Regions from separate parts of the Gossypium hirsutum genome. Here region 1 is linked to region 2. The links are chromatin contacts, called in public Hi-C maps. All regions are on one chromosome and are shown on one strand. Each heading gives the region's core, a stretch centred on a gene start, on an enhancer-like site or on the middle of the called end of the contact. The rest is flanking DNA. Distances are from core to core; before and after follow the strand shown.

Evidence for each region. A called contact is a pair of places that touch in the nucleus more often than the background predicts.
Region 1: a contact with region 2 is called in a Hi-C map of leaf, with 2.4 times the contacts expected there. The contact joins the promoter of LOC107901607 here to the promoter of LOC107901600 in region 2. A contact is called at or near these places in 2 of 34 Hi-C or Micro-C datasets (both in leaf).

The regions. Positions count from the first base shown.
Region 1 is chrD06:23,173,322-23,176,913 of Gossypium_hirsutum_v2.1, forward strand. It overlaps LOC107901607 (protein BUNDLE SHEATH DEFECTIVE 2, chloroplastic), which reads left to right and starts at 1,475. Exons shown (of 5, transcript XM_041095384.1): 1 at 1,475-1,736; 2 at 1,818-1,924; 3 at 2,035-2,098; 4 at 2,555-2,650; 5 at 2,731-3,029. The coding sequence starts at 1,679. The coding sequence ends at 2,786. It overlaps LOC107901605 (DEAD-box ATP-dependent RNA helicase 15), which reads left to right. Exons shown (of 12, transcript XM_016827672.2): 11 at 9-72; 12 at 287-627. The coding sequence ends at 297. It overlaps LOC107901608 (probable carboxylesterase 17), which reads right to left. Exons shown (of 2, transcript XM_041095382.1): 2 at 2,435-3,432. The coding sequence ends at 3,074.
Region 2 is chrD06:22,943,629-22,947,670 of Gossypium_hirsutum_v2.1, forward strand. It overlaps LOC107901600 (UPF0057 membrane protein At2g24040), which reads left to right and starts at 1,819. Exons shown (of 2, transcript XM_016827665.2): 1 at 1,819-2,102; 2 at 2,188-2,513. The coding sequence starts at 2,013. The coding sequence ends at 2,328.

The sequences.
Region 1 (3,592 bases), core at 225-2,724, 230 kb after region 2:
CATTGTAGGTCCAGGAGAGGTTTGAGGTGGATATAAAGGAGCTTCCTGAGCAGATTGATACATCTACATACAGTATGATTCTTTTTATGCCCTACCATATCTACATACTAATAACCTGCTTCCATGCATAAGTAGGATATTTGGTTTTGGTTTGTCCCTTTTTGTCTTAAATTATTTTTGTTTGATATATTGGCAATAATATGTGCTTTCTAATTTGATTTTCTCACTATACTAGGTTGGTGTCCAAATTTTCTTCTGTATTGACAATTTGTTTTCTTTTTGGTAGTGCCATCATAATGAAGTTGCTTACAGTCGGCAATACTGGAGTCAGGCCTAAATTTGCGGGGTTTCCGGAGGCCATGTGGCTTCTGACTGCTGTTTAAAAGAGTGTTGTAGCCTATTAGGATTTGATGTCAATCAATCTCTAAGGGTAAATTACCTTTTTGAGGACATCTTTTTGCCGCTATTCCAGAGAATTGCATGTCATAAGATATAATTTGGAGCTTAACTTATTTTAAATCTGTTTCCTTATATGTAGTGGTAGTAATTGTGGAGTAGGTTCCATTCTTTTCCATTTTGTTGATCTTTCATTAAATAAAATTTTCATTTGGTAGAGTTGGAGTTTAATCAATTCACTGGTTTGGGATTTATATGGTGATGTTTTTATTGGAATGTATTATGGTATCCATGGGCGTATCATATTTATATTGCTATTTTTTTTTTTGTTTTGAGGCACTGCAAGCTTTATAATCAAAGAAAGGAGATTGAAATGGCCCTATAAATATTATCTTAAAGCTCTAAGCTATTCTTATCGTAGCAACGGTATGAATGGTTGATCGAAGAACAACACTCAACCTTATGGCACTGCTATAGCATGAAAAAAAATGATGATCAGATCAGAAACATCACGGTAGCAAGCCAAATCGTTTGGTGTCAGACATCAGGTTGAAGTCAAAGAACTAGTATGTCGATTCCATCGAGAATGGTCGTGCTGCTTCTGGTGAAAAGATTGGAGAGGCGTAAAAAGGCCCAAACAGCAGGGTCTGGGTGGCGATGAGGCAGTCGGGTGGGGAAGAAGCAGGGAAAAATATTGGGGATGGGAAGGTGGTGGTGTCAGAAAGGAGATGAAGGTAAGCGGAAGGAGACGGAAGAGTGGCAGAACACATCGATTTGGTGTCTATATTTATCGTTTTGGGTTTATTAGTATTACTCAAAAAATATTTTTATATATTTAAATTACTTGTGTATGATTAAATATGGTTATATGCATTGACTAAAAAACAATATTTATATATAAACATAGATTTTAAAATTATTAATTAGTTTAATGAATAAATTTTACTTTTAATGTAATTTTAAAAAGTGAAAATGGTTGAAACAAACAAAATACTAAATAATGATACCAAGAACTACGAATTGATGCGTTCCGATACAAGCTGATACTGGTTGTATTGGTTTGTAACAATCGAAGACCGGTAATTAAAGGATATATGGGTGGATTGTAATTTGAGGAAGTAAGGAATGCCACTGTAATCTGGCAACCCATCTAACAACATGTTGGGCTAAATATCTAATCCATTTTGTTTGTCCTTCGATTGCCAACCAACCAACCATAGCAGCAAGCAAAAACCAATGCTTCTTCTCACATTGCAACTCCAATAATCAGTCTGTAAACCCAATGGCCTCTGCTTCATACTCGCCACATTTACTACCCTTTCCATCCACACAAAAACCAAGTACTTCCTCTCTCTCTCATTTTCTTGTAACTGATATTTACTTTTATTTTTCTTTTTAAAACATATCGTGGAACGTGATAGCAGGGACAATATTCAGTTGTACTGCTTGCAATTCCAAAGTTTTTCCTTATCATGGTGCCTTTCGAGACTGCTCCGCTGCTAAACTTCAATCTGTGATAAAAGCCAAGGTTAGAGCTTATTTATAACCCCTTCCCCTTCACATAGATGCTTCTTCTGTTTCCATGTTCTTGTATTGCTTTTTTTTCTTTTCTTATTTGTGTGTGTTTTTTGGTAATAGGCTGCCCCAAGTAACCGAAACACCAAACCCAATAGTGTCATCTGTGGTGATTGCGATGGAAATGGTAAGCTCATTATAAATCTGCTCCTTCTACTTCACGGGAAATTCAGTTGTTGCTGTCCTTGTTGGTAAACACATGATTTTCAACTCTCCTCTTATATATACATAACATGAATTGATCAGATGATTTTTTTTTCTAATTTGTTGCATATAAATTATTGTTATTTTTTTTACATAAATTGTTGCACCAGTGATTTAATGGTAAGGTCTAAGAGTATTATTTAATGAGAACTCCAAACTTATAGATCTAAACCCAAAATATTTGGGCTCAAAACGATCCAAATAAGCAACTGGGAATTGACCTGAAGCAACTAGAACCCGAAATGATTCAAACATATAATGACCGACACGAAAAACCATAGCTTTAAATTTGAATGAACTCTAAAAGACTAAAATACCAAAGTATCTGGTTAAGACCAAAGTTAGGTCGTGTTATATTTCCTTGTATTTAATTTGGCAGGTGCAGTTGTTTGCTCTCAATGCAAAGGCAGTGGAGTCAACCCTGTTGATTTCTTTAATGGACAATTCAAAGCCGGTGATTCCTGTGGGTTTGCGGGTAGATGAAACCAAAACCTCGATGTTCATGTACTTATACCATGAATCACTTGGTAATATATGATCGTTTTGCAGGGGCAGAAAGGAGATGTTATGTGGAAATTGCAATGGTGCTGGCTTCATTGGGGGGTTTATGAGCACTGATGATGAGTAGGGTTCCCCCGCATTCAAAAAGTTAGCGTAGCAGCCATAGATTCTTCCAGAGCTTTTGCATAAGATGTATGTATATATGTATGTATGTTCTTAGGATTTGCGGAATTTGATGCTTGACCAGCCCATCTCATACCCCATTCGTTAAACTTTAATGCAAGACAAGGCTATCACCATCTATGTATATTTTACCATCCTATATACATAATGGAATACTTGTACGCATTTAATTTGATGCTTGAACCCGCAATGCTACCGAGCCTAGCCAATGAAGTTAATTGTTCTTAATGAACTCACTCATCTGTCGCTGGAGTGAACAAGTCGCCTCTGATTTCGGATGAAACACATGGAAGACATGGGACTTGTTTTCGGTTTCGACGAGTTTCACCCTTTTCACTTCTTTCCTCTGCAAAAACTTAGCATACATCACTCCTCTTTCCTTCAAGAAATCCAAGCCAGCCACGTAAACCGTCACTGCAGGAAATTCTCTCCATTCGGCTTCGGAAACCTCTTGCTTCTCAAAGTTACATCCGAAGTAATCACGGTTTGAACCATCGGGTACGCTTAGTTTCCAAAACATGTCATTCATTGCTACATAGCCAGTTGCACCATCTGCCCTCTCTTTCTCAGTCCTTTCTGTTGTTCCAATAGGGTCGGAAGCGTGTAAATTATTGTACTAAAAAATCACACAAAGTTCAATTCCCAGGGAAGAGAGGTGGATCACATGGATCTCTTAAATACCAAGTCTTTCCTTAGACAGAATATCCCTTCTATAGTAATTTAATAGCACAAT
Region 2 (4,042 bases), core at 569-3,068:
ATTACGAAGTATGTCATAGAATTAATTAAAAAAAAACTATGCACCCAAAAATTTTTTTTGACTTTTTTTTCTCTTATATCTCCCTTTATATATATATATATGGGTGAGTATTTGGTACATTAGTAGTGTACTTTTTTTATTCCACAACTAGTCTTTAAAACTGACATGTGTATCTAGGGGGGCGGCAAGGGACCCGACCCCCCTAAAATTGAAAATTATTTTGGCCTTAAAATTTTAAATTAGTAAAGATAAAATTGTTTGTCCCCTAAAAATAATAAAATTTTGATTTAGTTTTTTAAAAATTACATTTTTACTATAATAAAAAAATTTTTAGTTTCACCCATATGTGTATCTTTTTTAAAATATTTATTTTAATATTAAAATAGTAATATTTAAAAAATTATTTGAAAACGCATGTGTTATTTAAACATTATATAGTATTAATTTTAATTATGACCTATTATATGTTTAAGAAAATTATATTTCTGATAAAATTTAATGTTATATTAAAATGCATTTAAATTTGTCAAAATGTTATAAAATAATTCTCAGGTAACCTGTAAAATTTATGCTTGATTAATTTTTACTATAGATTTTGATAAGTAATGATATTAATTCTTTGGTATGGAAGAATGTGTTGATTGGTGGAGTGAAGCTTTAGTTGTTGTATTAACTGAAATATATGAAAGTTTTAAAACCAAATTAATTGAATACAAATTCATCCAACTCAAAACCAAACAAATTAGGGTGGGTTTGGATGGGAGATTGGGTGTGGTGCGGTACGTTTAGCTTACTTTTTGTCTCACGCTACAATATCGCTACAGTATCTAATCTCACAGCTACCGCTATTTTTATACTAACCGCAGATAAACACACCGCCCATCCAAACCCACCCTTAGTAAAATTGTTTACAAATATGAATATTACTTATCCTCAAAAAGCAAACGCTAGTTGATTGAGTTTTGGATTTTTTGAATTTTTTAAAAAATTTAATTTAATTCTTTATTTTTTATATTAATTTTGGGTTTTGAGTTATTGGTGTTTATTTTTATAAAATAGCTCTGTTTTATAACTTTTGTATATTATTTAGTAAACTTTTAAAGTATTTTTTTCTTAAAAAAATTTATAAAATTAATTTTGTAAGTAAATAAAAAAATCAATAACTCTTATATAATATTTTTTAGAAAATAATTTTTATAGTAATTTTAATTTATTTTCACTATTTAAAATATTAAATATTTAATTTTACATTTTATAAACCGTTAGGTGGAGTTAATTTATACTTGAATTGGTTTTTTCACTACCAGACACTATCGATCCAAATAGGGGTGTTCAAATTTCGGTTAAAACTAAATTAATCAATCTAACCAATCTAATTCGGTTAATAGGTCGGTTAATGATTTTTTGGAAGTTCGATTGTCGGTTAACTTGGTTCGAAATCGAGCAATTAACCTAATTAACTGAGTTTAATAATTAATAATACAAATTATATGTAATTTTAATTTGGTTAATTCAGATAATTCGGTCAAATGAATATTATCAATTTATTCATTTTATACTTGTTTTAACCAAAAATAAAAATATATAAATTTCGATTAACTTAGCTAACCAACCAAATAACTGAAATATTTGGTTCGGTTAAATTTTTTTAAAAAAATTTCAATTCAATTAACTATTAAAATATTAAAAATTCGATTAATATTAATTCATTCTGGTTATTCGTTCAAACACATGGATGAAATCAATTTTTGTTTTCTCTCTCTCACCACGTGATCACACTTCAAGATAAATCAGGGCCCTTCAACCAATAGTCAAACCAAATGAACAGTTCTGATTCAATAAGTGGTTTCAAATATCTCCTATTGGAGCATCCTTCCATTTATTTATTTATCTTCTTCCCCATTAAGAAAATTCCGATCTCAATAATCTTTTGGGTGATAAAAAAGTTCTTTTTTTTCTTTTCTCTTTTCGTTAGTTGAACCACTTGAATCTTTTCACAAATATCACCAAATATGCCTTCAAAGTGCGAAATTTGTTGTGAGCTCCTCATCGCCATTTTGCTCCCTCCTTTGGGTGTTTGCCTAAGGCACGGTTGTTGCAGCGTAAGTGAATTTTTGTTCTTGTTTACCTTAAGGTTTCGATTTTTTGTTTGAACTGAAAATTCTGGGTTTTCATTGTTTTTTGCAGGTTGAGTTCTGCATCTGTCTGCTGTTAACGATTCTGGGTTACATCCCTGGGATAATCTATGCCCTTTACGCCATTGTTTTTGTGGATCGAGACGAGTACTTTGACGAGTACAGGCGACCACTTTATTATTCAAGTGCCTAATCTAGTCAAGTCTTCCTTAATTATGTGATATGAATATGATGATGATGCAGCAACTCCTCCTCCTGGGTTTTAATTTTAATTTGATGTTGAGGTGTTGCTACTCTTGAACTGGTCTTGATGTACTTTGTGATATTATAAATTGTAATGGATCTTTGGTCTTATTGAGTGCTTCATTAATTGCTTCATTTTAACTTGGTCAACATTTAATTTTGGATGCTTTAATTTATGGGTTAATACTATTTTGCTTCAATGTTGAGATTGATAAGGTTTTTTTTTCCAATTTTGTACTTAAGGTTGGGTTTAATATTCATTTTGGTACTTCCGTTTTTTTAAGCGTGATACTTGAGTGTGTTTTTTTCTTGTCTCGGTCAATTATCCCAGTTTGATTTCTATTTTCAATTTGGTACGTTGAGCTTTTTTTTTTATCCTAATTAAGTACTTTTTTTTAGTATACATATCAAATATTCCTTGAGTCACATGATACCATTTAACATACCAAATTGAACATTGACCTTAAACTCAGGAGCCAAAGGGTATATTAACCCTTATTCTAATGTGAAATTCAATTTTCCTCGGCCTTGTGTGAATGTCTGCAGGCCATAGTATTAAGATGTGGATTTCATTTTGATAAGTAACTTCTGTAGGTGGAACAGTTTAGAATGTTAAATACAATGCATGGAAACATCTTTAGTTGAAGGGACAGTGAAGTAGGATGAGGCTTCGTGCTTTCAAGTTAGAGATTTAACTCTAAACAAAGCAAGGAATTAACCAAATAATGTTTAGTGGAAGGGATAATGAAGCAGCTGCTGCTTTAGGGTGTATTTTACATTGCCTTTGGATGTCAAAAAAAAAAAAAACTGATTTGCTAAGTGCTTTTTTTTAGAAAAGTATCATAAAGGAGGTCTCTAAGCATGCAACCAATGACCAGTGTTCTTATGGATAACATTTGCTAGGTTCATGTATGTTAGTTGACCCCATCCAAATTTTGCATCATGTATATCTGGTTGATGATTATTTCAGGTTATGGAGCTGAAAATTTTGTTGTCCTCTCCTAGCAGAAGTTGTATCTGACAGTTTGTCCAGGTAGTCTTAGAGCTGATCTTTGATATTCATTGCACTGATTGGATATGTCCAGAGAAGGCAATTGATGTACATTGCTGATGAGAGGGAAGGCCGTAGTCTAGATTATCCATAATTGGGATATGTAACTTTGTTGTTTTATCATCTAAGATGCCTTTACCTTTGCTTGTACTACTTCATAGTTCACACCAACCTCGTATATATATTGCTTTTGTCCATTAAGCCTCACGGTTTTATCCACAAAGGTGCTTTACAATTGGGGCAAACACTTGCAACATGTTCATAGGGTCATTCAATGGAATACCATTCCACTCTTATTCGTTAAATTTGTTGCATTAACATTCGACGGAGGGAGCAAAGAATGGGCAATTCAGCGGTGCTATTCTTTCAGACAAATTTGCCTATGATTTCGTTTTATTTCCGAGCTTTATTTCAATCTTGCCCATTGTTCTCTTCTGATTCTCTCCATCAATTTCTACAAAATAACTAAAGAAAAATAAAAAGAATGATACATGCATGGATAGAGTAAAATCTATTAAAGACAATTTAATCAAATTGTCAATTTTCAAGCTCAAAAGGTTAGCCAATTCGGCACGAACTTTTGGATGGGATCTAAGTAGTTATAGGTTGAGAT